Regions from separate parts of the Mus musculus genome. Here all the other regions are linked to region 3. The links are chromatin contacts, called in public Hi-C and HiCAR-type maps. All regions are on one chromosome and are shown on one strand. The core of a region is the stretch at or near the end of the contact, and the rest is flanking DNA. Distances in the headings are between cores, read along the strand shown.

Region 1 (3,360 bases), core at 259-2,758, 250 kb before region 3:
GACGTGCTTAACTTCCAGACATCTCAGTCAGGGGAGCCGCAAACTTTCAGCTGTGAGCGGCACACACGGGCCAGGGTTCTCATGCAGAGCATCCAGGGTCAGAGGCTCTTTTCTTTCTGTTGTGAATTTGTGTTTTGGACCATTTCCATGGACGGTCCTGGCAGAGGATCTCTACTCCAAATACCTCCAGATCAAGACTGTCCGACCTCAGGACAGATGTCTCTGCTCGTGCAGAGGTGCAATTCCTAGCACCTAGGTGGTAGCCCACAACTGCCTAAACCCTGAGTTCCAGAGGCTCCAGTGCCTTCTGACCTCCATGGACACCAGTATGCACATGATGCATGGAACTACACAAAGGCATTCACACACACACACACACCAAAAGTAAACAAATCTTCAACAAGAATGTCTAGCTTGTATATTAATCCCAGTGCTTTACAAAGTTCAGTTATATACAACAAGATCATCCAAAAATGCCCTTAGGCAAGAATAATTTTGCCCACGTGACTTTTACAAACTACCACTGTGTCAGTGGGAGGAACCCAAAATAAACAACAGAAACAATTGCATCTCTATAGCAGTGAGAGAGGAAATAGCATGGGTGATAGCAAATGTTGAACCACTAAAATCACTACCCATACAACGACTTAATAGGCAATATATTCTAACCACCTGAAATTACTTCCTAGCTAGACTAGGAATAAGGCTGTGAAGTTATAGGAGCCAACGAGCAAGTCAAAGACAGTACTAACTGGAACTCTGAAGTTCCAGTGTTCGTTCATTCGTTCTTTCTCTCTCTCTCTCTCTCTCTCTCTCTCTCTCTCTTTCTCTCTCTCTTTCTTTCTTTCTTTCTTTCTTTCTCTCTTTCTTTCTTTCTTTCTTTCTTTCTTTCTTTCTTTTTCTTTCCTTCTTTCTTTCTTAAAGTTTAAAGAAAAAAAAAACCAGTGAATTCATCTCCAATTAAGTATTCTAAATGTCTACTTTAAAACCTAAAACAACAACAACAAACCTAAACTCGGGGGCTGCTCCAACCCAGTCAGTGAAGTGTTTGCCACAGAAGAAAGAGGATCTGAGTTCAAAGGCCAGACTTGATACAAAGTCTTGGGTGTGTTGGCCTGTGCTTATAAGCCCTGGACTGTGGACCCCTGGGCTCGCTGGCCACTCAGTATAGCCTACCTGGCAAATTCTAAGCCTTTCATGAAGGACTCTGTCTCAAATAATCAAGGTGGACAGCTCTTACTGAGGACTGATACACATGGCTGACCTCTGGCCTCTACATGGTACATACATGTGCACCCACACAAATATATACATGCCTTGACTTCCATCACATTTCTCAATATCCTTAAAAAGTCAAAATATCCATGAGCATTTCAACTTAAAGCTGAGAGCAAACAGAGGTTTCATAGGAAAGCACGAACATCAGGCACTGGTTAAGATCAGGCCCAGAGAGGCTTGGAATGATTCAGCTCCAAATGGAGACTGATGCAATGATTGACCTTTAGCCTCAATTGAAAACTCCTCACAGGAAGTCACTGCATCACCCTGGCAATGGGGAATAGATCGGATACTCAGAGTATAGGCCCCGTCAATCAAAGCTCAGAGCAAATGAATGAATCATTTGCTGGAACATGAGGCAGTTATTTTCGTAAAATGCTTGAAAACATAATTATAAACATCACTCAAATTATCTCAAAGCAATGAAAATTCATCAGAGATGATCAACTATACAATAAGGACTTTTCATTACACAACATAGTCTAAGGATACTGGCTGGCCTTCTGGAGGGCACTCTACTCTGTTTTTATACAGAGATATAATAAGGTGAATTATCAGCTCTCACAAACCACGCCATCGTACAAATTGGTCCACAGACATAATTTCAGACTCCCTCAGAGCTCTCCAGGAGGGGGATGAGTGCTGAAGTCCCATGTGTGAATTTAGCCACCTTGGTGACATCATTTCTTCTTATTTCTTCATCATACTGTGACTTGATATTGAAAATAATTTTAAAATACATGGTTTACTGTTATGTGCAGCTTTTGAAAACACTGCATTGCTAATATCACAAATAACAAATAGTTTTCTTCCTTTTGTTGATTCTATTCACACCATTTTTCTTTATAAAACATGATTCTCTTTATCCTTTCTAACTTTTGTGTTAAACCCTTTCCACCAGCCACCAGTAAATATCTCTTATAAACTAATGATATAAATTTTCTTTTAGTAATATCAAAAGCTTAAAGGTTTGCACTCATGTAGTCAATGAGACAGTGACAAATGTTTAAGCAGAGGGTGGTGTCCAGTTTCCTTCCATTGCTGTGATAAAACATTCTGAGCAAAAGCAATGTGGGGAGGACAGGATTTATTCAGCGTACACTTCCAGGTCACAATCCATCACCAAGTCAGGCAGGAACTTAGGAAAGTGCTCAGAACAGAACCCATGGATGAATGTTGCCTGCTACTCCCTCAGTGGCTCGTATTCAGCTCTTTCTCGTACAACCCAGATCACACACAGGTGGTACTGGGTTCTTCTCTATCAATCAACCAAGGCAATTCTCTCACAGACATGGCCTCAGGACAATCTTACCTAAGCAATTCCTTAATTAGAGTTCCTTCTTCCTGCCTCACTCTAGGCTGTGTCAAATAGACAATAAAAACTCAACAACTCAGGTGGTAGACATCTGTGAAGGATCCATAGAAAATATTCTTGCATAAGAAATACCTAATTTTTGCCCCATGACAGATTCAAAGAAGTGATTTCTAAAACTATATAGTTTGTTTTTAAATATATACATATAAACTCTTGCTATTTTTGAGATGATATAATAGATACCTATACAGGCCTTGTTGTAGTGAAATCAGGCCATCCTAGATATTATAATGACAACTGATTGTTTTCTCAGACTTTGTATTCCAGTGATGTGAAGGTCATTGCTTATAGCTAGTTATAGACCTCTCTCCCCACTCAAAACTAAGAAAACTTGAAGAAATGGCCTAAAATAATCTGTATTAGTTGTCCTATTTATAGCTATAACAAATTGCCGTAAATCCAGTAATTCAAAACACCACAAATTTATCATCTCACCATTATGGAGGTGGTATTGTCTGGGATAAAATAGAGGTCGCAGTACAGCTCTATCTCTTTGGGAGGCCTCATGGAAGGCACCTTGGTCTTTCTCACTCACAAATGCCCCTTCCCTCCCTTGCTTGGTTTTGATATGGTTTGAGTCCATCCCATATTGGTCCATGTGTTGGAAGTTTGATCCCCAGCACAGCGATGGAAGAGGTAGGCCTTAGTGGGGAGTCATTAGGTCATTGAAGGAGCTGCCTTCGAAGGATTTACATGCAGATGTAAGA
Region 2 (3,441 bases), core at 645-3,144, 220 kb before region 3:
AGATGTTCTGTACTTTTCTGTCTTAACGTTTGAAATCCTCATTTTGAAATCCTCCTGTGGCACACTGGCATAGGCTCCAAAACGGATCGTTCCGCTCACCTATCTAGAAAATTCCAGGGCAAATAAGAGTTCCTAAATAAATTAGCTGAATGGATAAATTGGCCCTTCCCAAACATGTTTTTATGGTAAGTCCATTTCCTTCACAGTGGCTTTGAGTATCTTTTCCCCATTATTTTATTTGTACAAGCTATGCTATCCATTCCCAAGTGAAATCCTGTGTGTTCCTTCAAGCTATTAGACATTGAAGTAGGACTTGGAGTATCTGAACTTCAGCATGTGGCTTTCTCGCCACTCAGGGCAGAATGAAGCACACCCCCCTGAAGCACAGGGTCATGATGCACACCAGAGGACTTCTGGTTTATCTTTTCCTATTATGAAATAGCTGGAAATTTAAAAAAAAAGCTAGGTATATGTCCTGTGCCACATTAATTATCTATTTAAACTACACAGTCTTAAATTGAGCTGTGCCACCGTCACAATTTGATTTTGGAAAGTTTCATCTCTGCACAAAGTATTCCATGTTCACTAGCACTGGCCACTGCTCTCAGTGGCCCTCAGCAGCCGCTGGTGTACTTTCTCCTTGTACAGCTTGCTCATCTTTCCCTTTATCCACAGTGGTCTGCTCTGAACCTCTCATGAAAATGGAACCATGACTCTATGAGCCGTCGTTCCTCTTCTTCCACTAAGCTTGTTTCCAGGGGTCTTTCAAGTTATAATATGTAATATGTAAATATATAACATGTATTATGCAATATGTAAATATGTACTAGGGTTTTGTTCATTATTGTTGCAAAATAATATTCAAATACTGACTATGTCGTATTTTGGTTATTCATTCATCAGCAGACAATTAGTTTAATGTTTTGTTTTGTTTTTCAGAAACATTTTTCCACTGCTGGGGGTAGAACTCAGGGCCCCAGGCATGATAGCCTAGTGCTCTATCACTGACTTAGATCTTTAGCAATAAAAAATCTTACATTTTGATGAACAATGTAAATGGAATTTGTGATTCTCCATGGATAGGCTTATACATACCTATGAGTAGAACTTCAAGGTCACATGGTGTCATTATCCCAATTATTTTGAAGACCTATGGCATTCTTTTTAAGATGCTTGTTCATGAGTGAGGTAAGAGAATACCTCACACATGATTGCCTTTGCTTGACCCAAGTTCCAAAGGCACACACTGATTTTCTTTAAGAGAGTTCATTTTTGTGTGTTGGTTGAGAGCTGGGGTCCTACCTGCCTTGCCCTGTGCATGTTCAGTTGTGCAACATGATGCACAGAACACTATTTTCCTACCTCACCTTACTGCTTTTGAGGAAATACGAAGGCTGCTTCCCATCCCTCTGCTCCTTGCCTTTCTTTACAGCATCTGCAGGGCAGCCCTGGAACTGCAGTTCAGACAGGAGTTTAAAACCAGAGTGTGAACCCTCCAATTTTGAGCCTTCCCAAGATCATTCAAGGTTGGTTTTATTTGATTGCTTATGTATTTCAGGGGTGGGGTCCCTTGGGTTGCTCAATGGGCATCAGAATAAACATGTCAAATTCTTCAGCCGAGCCAGCCAAAGTTTTGATATGATCTGTGTTTAACATGCAGACACTGTCTTTTAAGACACAACCACCTCGTGTCTTTCCATGTGTTTCCTGCTTCCTACAGTATTTTGTGACCTTCAGTGTATCACTCCTGTACTGTTTGAAACTTTTATTACAAAGGACGTCACTCTCTGATCAGCAGTGTTAATGCACTTAGTTTCCTAGTTAAATCTGTGGACAGTTACTATTGCTCACTGGCTTCCACAGGATTCAAGCGTTACTGCTGACGGGAAAGGACTCGTGTTGAAATATTAGGAATGTTGTAAACCAAATAATTGCATTCTCCCAAACAGTTCTGTCAGAACCCTGACTCACGGTGAACAACTTTTTCCACCTCCTTTTTCCCTGGGGCTGATAAATTTTTTAAGAACATCATAAGTACATGAAATTTAAATATTTTGTTTAATAGTCATTTGCCACTTGCAGAGGAGGACAAGATTGTGGCAAGCATGCCAATATTTCATGTAATTTTAATGAAAAGAAAGCCAAAGCATTAGATGTAACAATGGCACCGTTCTGGAGTCCACTAGGCTGACAACAGCGGGGTGATATTAATGATCCCACCATCTACAGAGGTAATTCCAACTGGAGGAAGAACAAGATATTTTGCAGACACTTCATTAAGCCTCGCTACATCAGGATGATTTGACTGGATCGGGATGAACATTTTTACGTGGGTTTCACAGGCAGACAAAGGATGCTGAGAGACAAGTTGCCGTCCTCAAGGTCATGCAAAAGGTAAAAAGGGTCTAATACTGGGTCTAATACTACATTTCTACGTTTCTAATTGTAATAATAATTTCTCACATTTGTCAGGAATACAGGTACATACTTACAAAAAGATAGCTAAAATGTACATAAACCCAACTTTCATACTTAGACAGAGCACTATTAAAATTAAATCATCTTTTAAAAGATGTTGTGGAGGTAAGAGTGACTTCACTAAAACAACGAGTGTCAAAGTTCTCCAAAGCAGTCCTCAGTTAATGATCTCTTAGTAGACTGAAATTGTCACCACATAGCTTTATTTAATAGTAGTAACTAATTAAACCCCAATTATAAGGTGTGCATCATTAGCAATAGAGACCAAATGGCAATGGGTTTATGTAGCATGGAATTTCTGTGAAAGGGTTTCCCATCTCTCTCACAGTAAACATAACAAGTTACACAGAATAAACCCCTCAGATCTGTAAAACAGTAAGTGGGAATAAACGGAATAATCCAACAGTTTCAAAACACTTTAAACTTCACACTGTCTACTACAAACAGTAGCTGGTGTGAATCTTGGAGAGTGTACAAAGCAGGAAGGACTTATCAGGTCTCGGGTCTCTGTTTTCCTCCTGAGAGCATATACATCATTCGCCATAACCACAAAGCTCAGATGACTGCTGCCATTTCAACAAGAAAGGAGCTTGAAGTGATCATGGCTTGGATCTATAATCCTGGCACTCAGGAAGGAGCCTGAGGCAGGAGGAAAACCAGGAGTCTGAAGCCAGCCTGAGCTACTGTGTTATATCCAAAGAAGAAGACATGGAGAAGAAAGGGAGGGAAGGAGGGAGGGAGGGAGGGAGGGAGGGAGGGAGGGAGGGAGGACAGATGAGGACCCTTTACTTCAGTAGCCAGAAGGATCATAGGACAAGTTCATGAACTAAAAACATACCTATGGATTCACTGACATGACTCAGAAAAGCACATGCCATCAAACAGCCTGCCCTGGTACCTCAGCTACTCACCGTTCTGTCTCAGTAACACATGAGGCCCAGGGACACAGAACAAAAACATGTT
Region 3 (3,291 bases), core at 327-2,826:
CCACTCAAAGCTGAATATACCCCCACAGGAGTGTCAACCTTAAAATCCACCATGTGTATTCATATAATCTAGGAAATGATCACTCAGTCTATCCCAGGAGTGTGAATTCTAAAATTTCATGCTCCCAAGGCCTAGCCCAGATGTGTCCATCTCTAAAGTCCACCCCAGGGATGTTCAATCCTAATACAGTCTATCCCAGGTGATGCCCACTCCAAGACTCCAGTGTGCACCTCCACAGCCCAGCCAAGGGGTATGCATCCATAGTTCACCCCAGAGGTGTCACCCCAAGACTGTGTAACTCTCTATAGCTCAGCCCTGAGGTATCTACCTGCAAAGTCACCTCAGTGATGTCCACCCCTAATATAGTTCACCCCAAAGGTGTCACCCCAAGACTTTGCAGCCCTGAAACTCAGTCCAAAGGTATCCACTCATAACATAGCCCATCCCAGATGGTGCCCACAAAGTATACCACAGGGTGTCACCCCTCAAGCTCAGCTCATAGGTGTCCACTTGCAAAGTCACCTCAGAGATGTCCAGTCATAATGCATACCAAGTGGTGCCCACAAAATTCACCCAAAGGTGTCACCCAAGATTGTGTACCCCTAAACCTCAGCCCAGAAGTATATTACTTGCAAAGTCACCTCAGGGGTTTCCACTCATATAGTACATCCCAAAGGTGTGACCCTAAGACTACACAGCCCTGAAACTCAGCCCAGATATACCCACTCACAACATAGTCTATCCCAGGTAGCACCCACAAAGTACACTGCGGGTTGTCACCCCAAGATTGTGCACCCCTGAAGCCCAGCCCATAGGTGTCCACTTGCAAAGTCACCTCAGAGATGTCCACTCATAATACAGACCAGGTGGAGCCCACAAAGTCCACCCCTGGGGTGTCACCTCTGGCGGCGCGCGCTTCAGGAGTCCACCCCGGGACTGCGCACCCCTAAAGCCCACCCCGGGAGGCACCCACAAAGTCCACCTCGGGGGTGTCTCGGCGGTCAGGCCCGCACCTACCTTGCGCCAGCGCCCGCAGCAAGTGCAGCTGGAGCAACAGCAGCGCCCACCACCCGCGGCCCGGCCTCAACTTTGCCGCCCGCCGGCCCGCGCCCGGCCCGGGGGTCCTGGGCGCTGCGCGCAGCCCTGGGCACTCGGGGTCGCAGTGGTGACCGGTCCGGCTCCTCCGCGGCCGCCCGGGCCCCGCTCGCTCAGGGGGCGCCGCGACTCCGCCGCCCGCCACCGAGGGCCGGGCGCGGGCCATGCCGCGGAGCCGCCACCCCCGGGCGCCGCGGGACGGGCAGGGCGGGCGGGAGCGCGCAGACCCGCTGAGGCAGCGGCGAGCGCCGAGGGGCGGCGTCCGGGCTCCGATGAGCAGCGAGCCGGGTCGAGGAGAAGTTGTCAGCGAGCGAGGAAATGCCCAGCACGTCGCCCCCGCTCCTCGCAGCCGCACAGCGCCGGCCCCGCAGCGCTCTGTGAGGGGAGCTGAGCAGAACGCCTCTGCCGCCGCCTCTGCCGCCGCCGCCCCCGCCCGGCGCTGAGGAGAAAGTGCGCCCGCCCGCGCGCCGGCTCTCGCCTCGGCCGCCGCGACCGCCGCGCCCCATTCACAGCCCGGCCGCACGCGCCGCCCGCGCCCGCCACCCGCATCTGATTGGCCGAGCCCGGCGGCTCTCGCGCCTGGGACCCGCCCCCACGGCGCTCGCTTGTTTTCAAACTCGCCGCGCCCGCCCGCTTGCAATTTCGTGCCCGGGCCCAGAGCGACTTCCCGCGCCCGCTGCGCCCCCTAGGGACCCGCGGCGGGGATTGCAGCCGGCGCGCCGTCTCGGCACGCGCTTCCCCGGCGGGCTTGTCTGCGGGGCGTGCTCAGGCGGGGCGGTGCCTGCTCCCTTGCCGGGAGACCCCAGGGGCTGAGCTGCACGTCCCGCGGGTGGGACGACACCAGGTGTGGCGGCCCCCTGGCACCGCAGTCCCTACTGAGCCCGAGGGACTAGGGATCGGAGGGCCAGTGGGCACGCCCCTCCATGCGTCCCGGGAGCCTTCCTGCTTCCAGCCAGGGACTCTGATGCTGGGGTGGTTCCGAGCCAAGTTGCTGTCATTGCAAAGGAGAAAGGCGCGCGATCGAGTTTTCAATTCCCAGCAATCAGAAGCACCGTGGGGCGCAAAGACGCAACCTATTCTGAGGAGTGGACATGGCTTTGGAAGAAGTGTCCAAGGTCATGCGTGGCCAGCAGGACCACAGTACAGGGTACTTCCCGCTGTGCGTGGGAGGATTTGGAGGAAGGACCTGCAGCGTCAAGGATCGGACATCCCAGGGCCTGGGGAGTCTGCAGGGGTGGAGAGGTCGGGATGGGCGCGGACCCTCAGCAGCATGTGGTAACCATTAGCTGAGTTTATAGGGTGAACTAAGCACGCTGGAGCCTAGAGGCTGGGACTTTTGTGAGAGGGAAACTGGAGAGAGAGGCGGGTAACAGTCCAGTCTTGCGTTTTTAGGAGTTATCGGAGAGCTTGTGATGGAGTTTGAGTGAGGTCATATATGACTAGAAGGCCAAAGAGACAGCGAGTGTGCCCTGCCAGGGGCTGGCTCCCTAGGAAGTGTGTTGTGTCAGCTTACAAGTACTTGTGATTGATGATTGTCCCTGCTAACAAAAAGCCCCAGGCAAGGGGCTGAGACTCGTGAGTTAGCGCTAATTCCTGTTTGCAGAGTCCCTGTACTGAGCTGCCTCTTGACACATCTGCCTGTGTTAACAGTTAAGGAAAAGTGGGGAAACTGACGCCCAGATAAAATTGGTGGGTTATGAGCTCTATCTGAAGACCCAGTCTCTGCCTTTTGCCCTTTCCTACACATGCTATGAAAAAGCAAAGGAATAAAAACTGCATCTAAAATATTCACTGTTCTCTGGGGCGGGGGAGGGGGGGTGCGGGGGGAGGCAGGGCTTCTAAATGGGCAATGGTTGCTAGGTAAAAGAAGTGTCCCCTCAGCGATGGCACCCCGAGAACAAGTGGATTCTGGCAGGAGTGGAGGAAGGTGGTATTTGTAAATTTCTGTTGCCAACTATGTGGATTTCTACAAGCTTACAGGCTTATGTAAATGCCAAGAGAACGATAAATGAGCAATGTCTGCTGTGCTAGGGGGTGGGGCACGACGCGGGGACACTGGACTCTGGGAGGGTCCAGGCAGCATCACCTCCCCCACCAAACTGCTGTCACTGGTGTTTACAAACGTGAAGTGACCTCTAAGGTCAAGGGTGCAAATCTTGCCCTCTCCTCCTTTAAGCACCCCTGCCTTGCTCAGAG

What was found. Hi-C and Micro-C count contacts between places; a contact is called where the count stands out from the background. HiCAR-type assays count read pairs that join an accessible place to other places.
Region 1: a contact with region 3 is called in a HiCAR-type map of fibro-adipogenic progenitors, with 4 times the contacts expected there. The contact joins the enhancer-like site here to the promoter of Sdk1 in region 3. A contact is called at or near these places in 9 of 39 promoter capture datasets (cranial neural crest, embryonic stem cells, epiblast stem cells and 4 more), 4 of 484 Hi-C or Micro-C datasets (cortical neurons, liver and nephron progenitors), 7 of 115 datasets of contacts at active chromatin or transcription factors (a beta-TC-6 cell line, craniofacial prominence, embryonic forebrain and 4 more) and 1 of 9 other capture datasets (embryonic stem cells).
Region 2: a Hi-C map of adipose-derived mesenchymal stem cells shows a contact between it and region 3, with 2.9 times the contacts expected there. The contact joins the enhancer-like site here to the promoter of Sdk1 in region 3. A contact is called at or near these places in 3 of 39 promoter capture datasets (frontonasal cranial neural crest, hippocampal neurons and trophoblast stem cells), 1 of 484 Hi-C or Micro-C datasets (adipose-derived mesenchymal stem cells), 3 of 115 datasets of contacts at active chromatin or transcription factors (embryonic forebrain, forebrain and stem cell-derived neural progenitor cells) and 2 of 9 other capture datasets (adipose tissue and pancreatic islet).

Annotation. Positions count from the first base shown.
Region 1 is chr5:141,494,664-141,498,023 of GRCm38.p6, reverse strand. All of the region lies in intron 1 of Sdk1 (sidekick cell adhesion molecule 1), which reads right to left. Among named protein-coding and RNA genes, the nearest start is that of Gm24131, 70 kb to the left of the region's middle. Within about 2 kb of position 1,508, at least 10 of the 459 cell types and tissues checked have an H3K27ac peak or open chromatin away from gene starts, as enhancers often do. A contact at or near this core is called in fibro-adipogenic progenitors, where this site is marked.
Region 2 is chr5:141,461,609-141,465,049 of GRCm38.p6, reverse strand. All of the region lies in intron 1 of Sdk1 (sidekick cell adhesion molecule 1), which reads right to left. Among named protein-coding and RNA genes, the nearest start is that of Gm16035, 82 kb to the right of the region's middle. Within about 2 kb of position 1,894, at least 7 of the 459 cell types and tissues checked have an H3K27ac peak or open chromatin away from gene starts, as enhancers often do. A contact at or near this core is called in adipose-derived mesenchymal stem cells, where this site is marked.
Region 3 is chr5:141,239,819-141,243,109 of GRCm38.p6, reverse strand. Sdk1 (sidekick cell adhesion molecule 1) reads right to left here and starts at 1,576. Exons shown (of 45, transcript NM_177879.5): 1 at 1,018-1,576. The coding sequence starts at 1,261.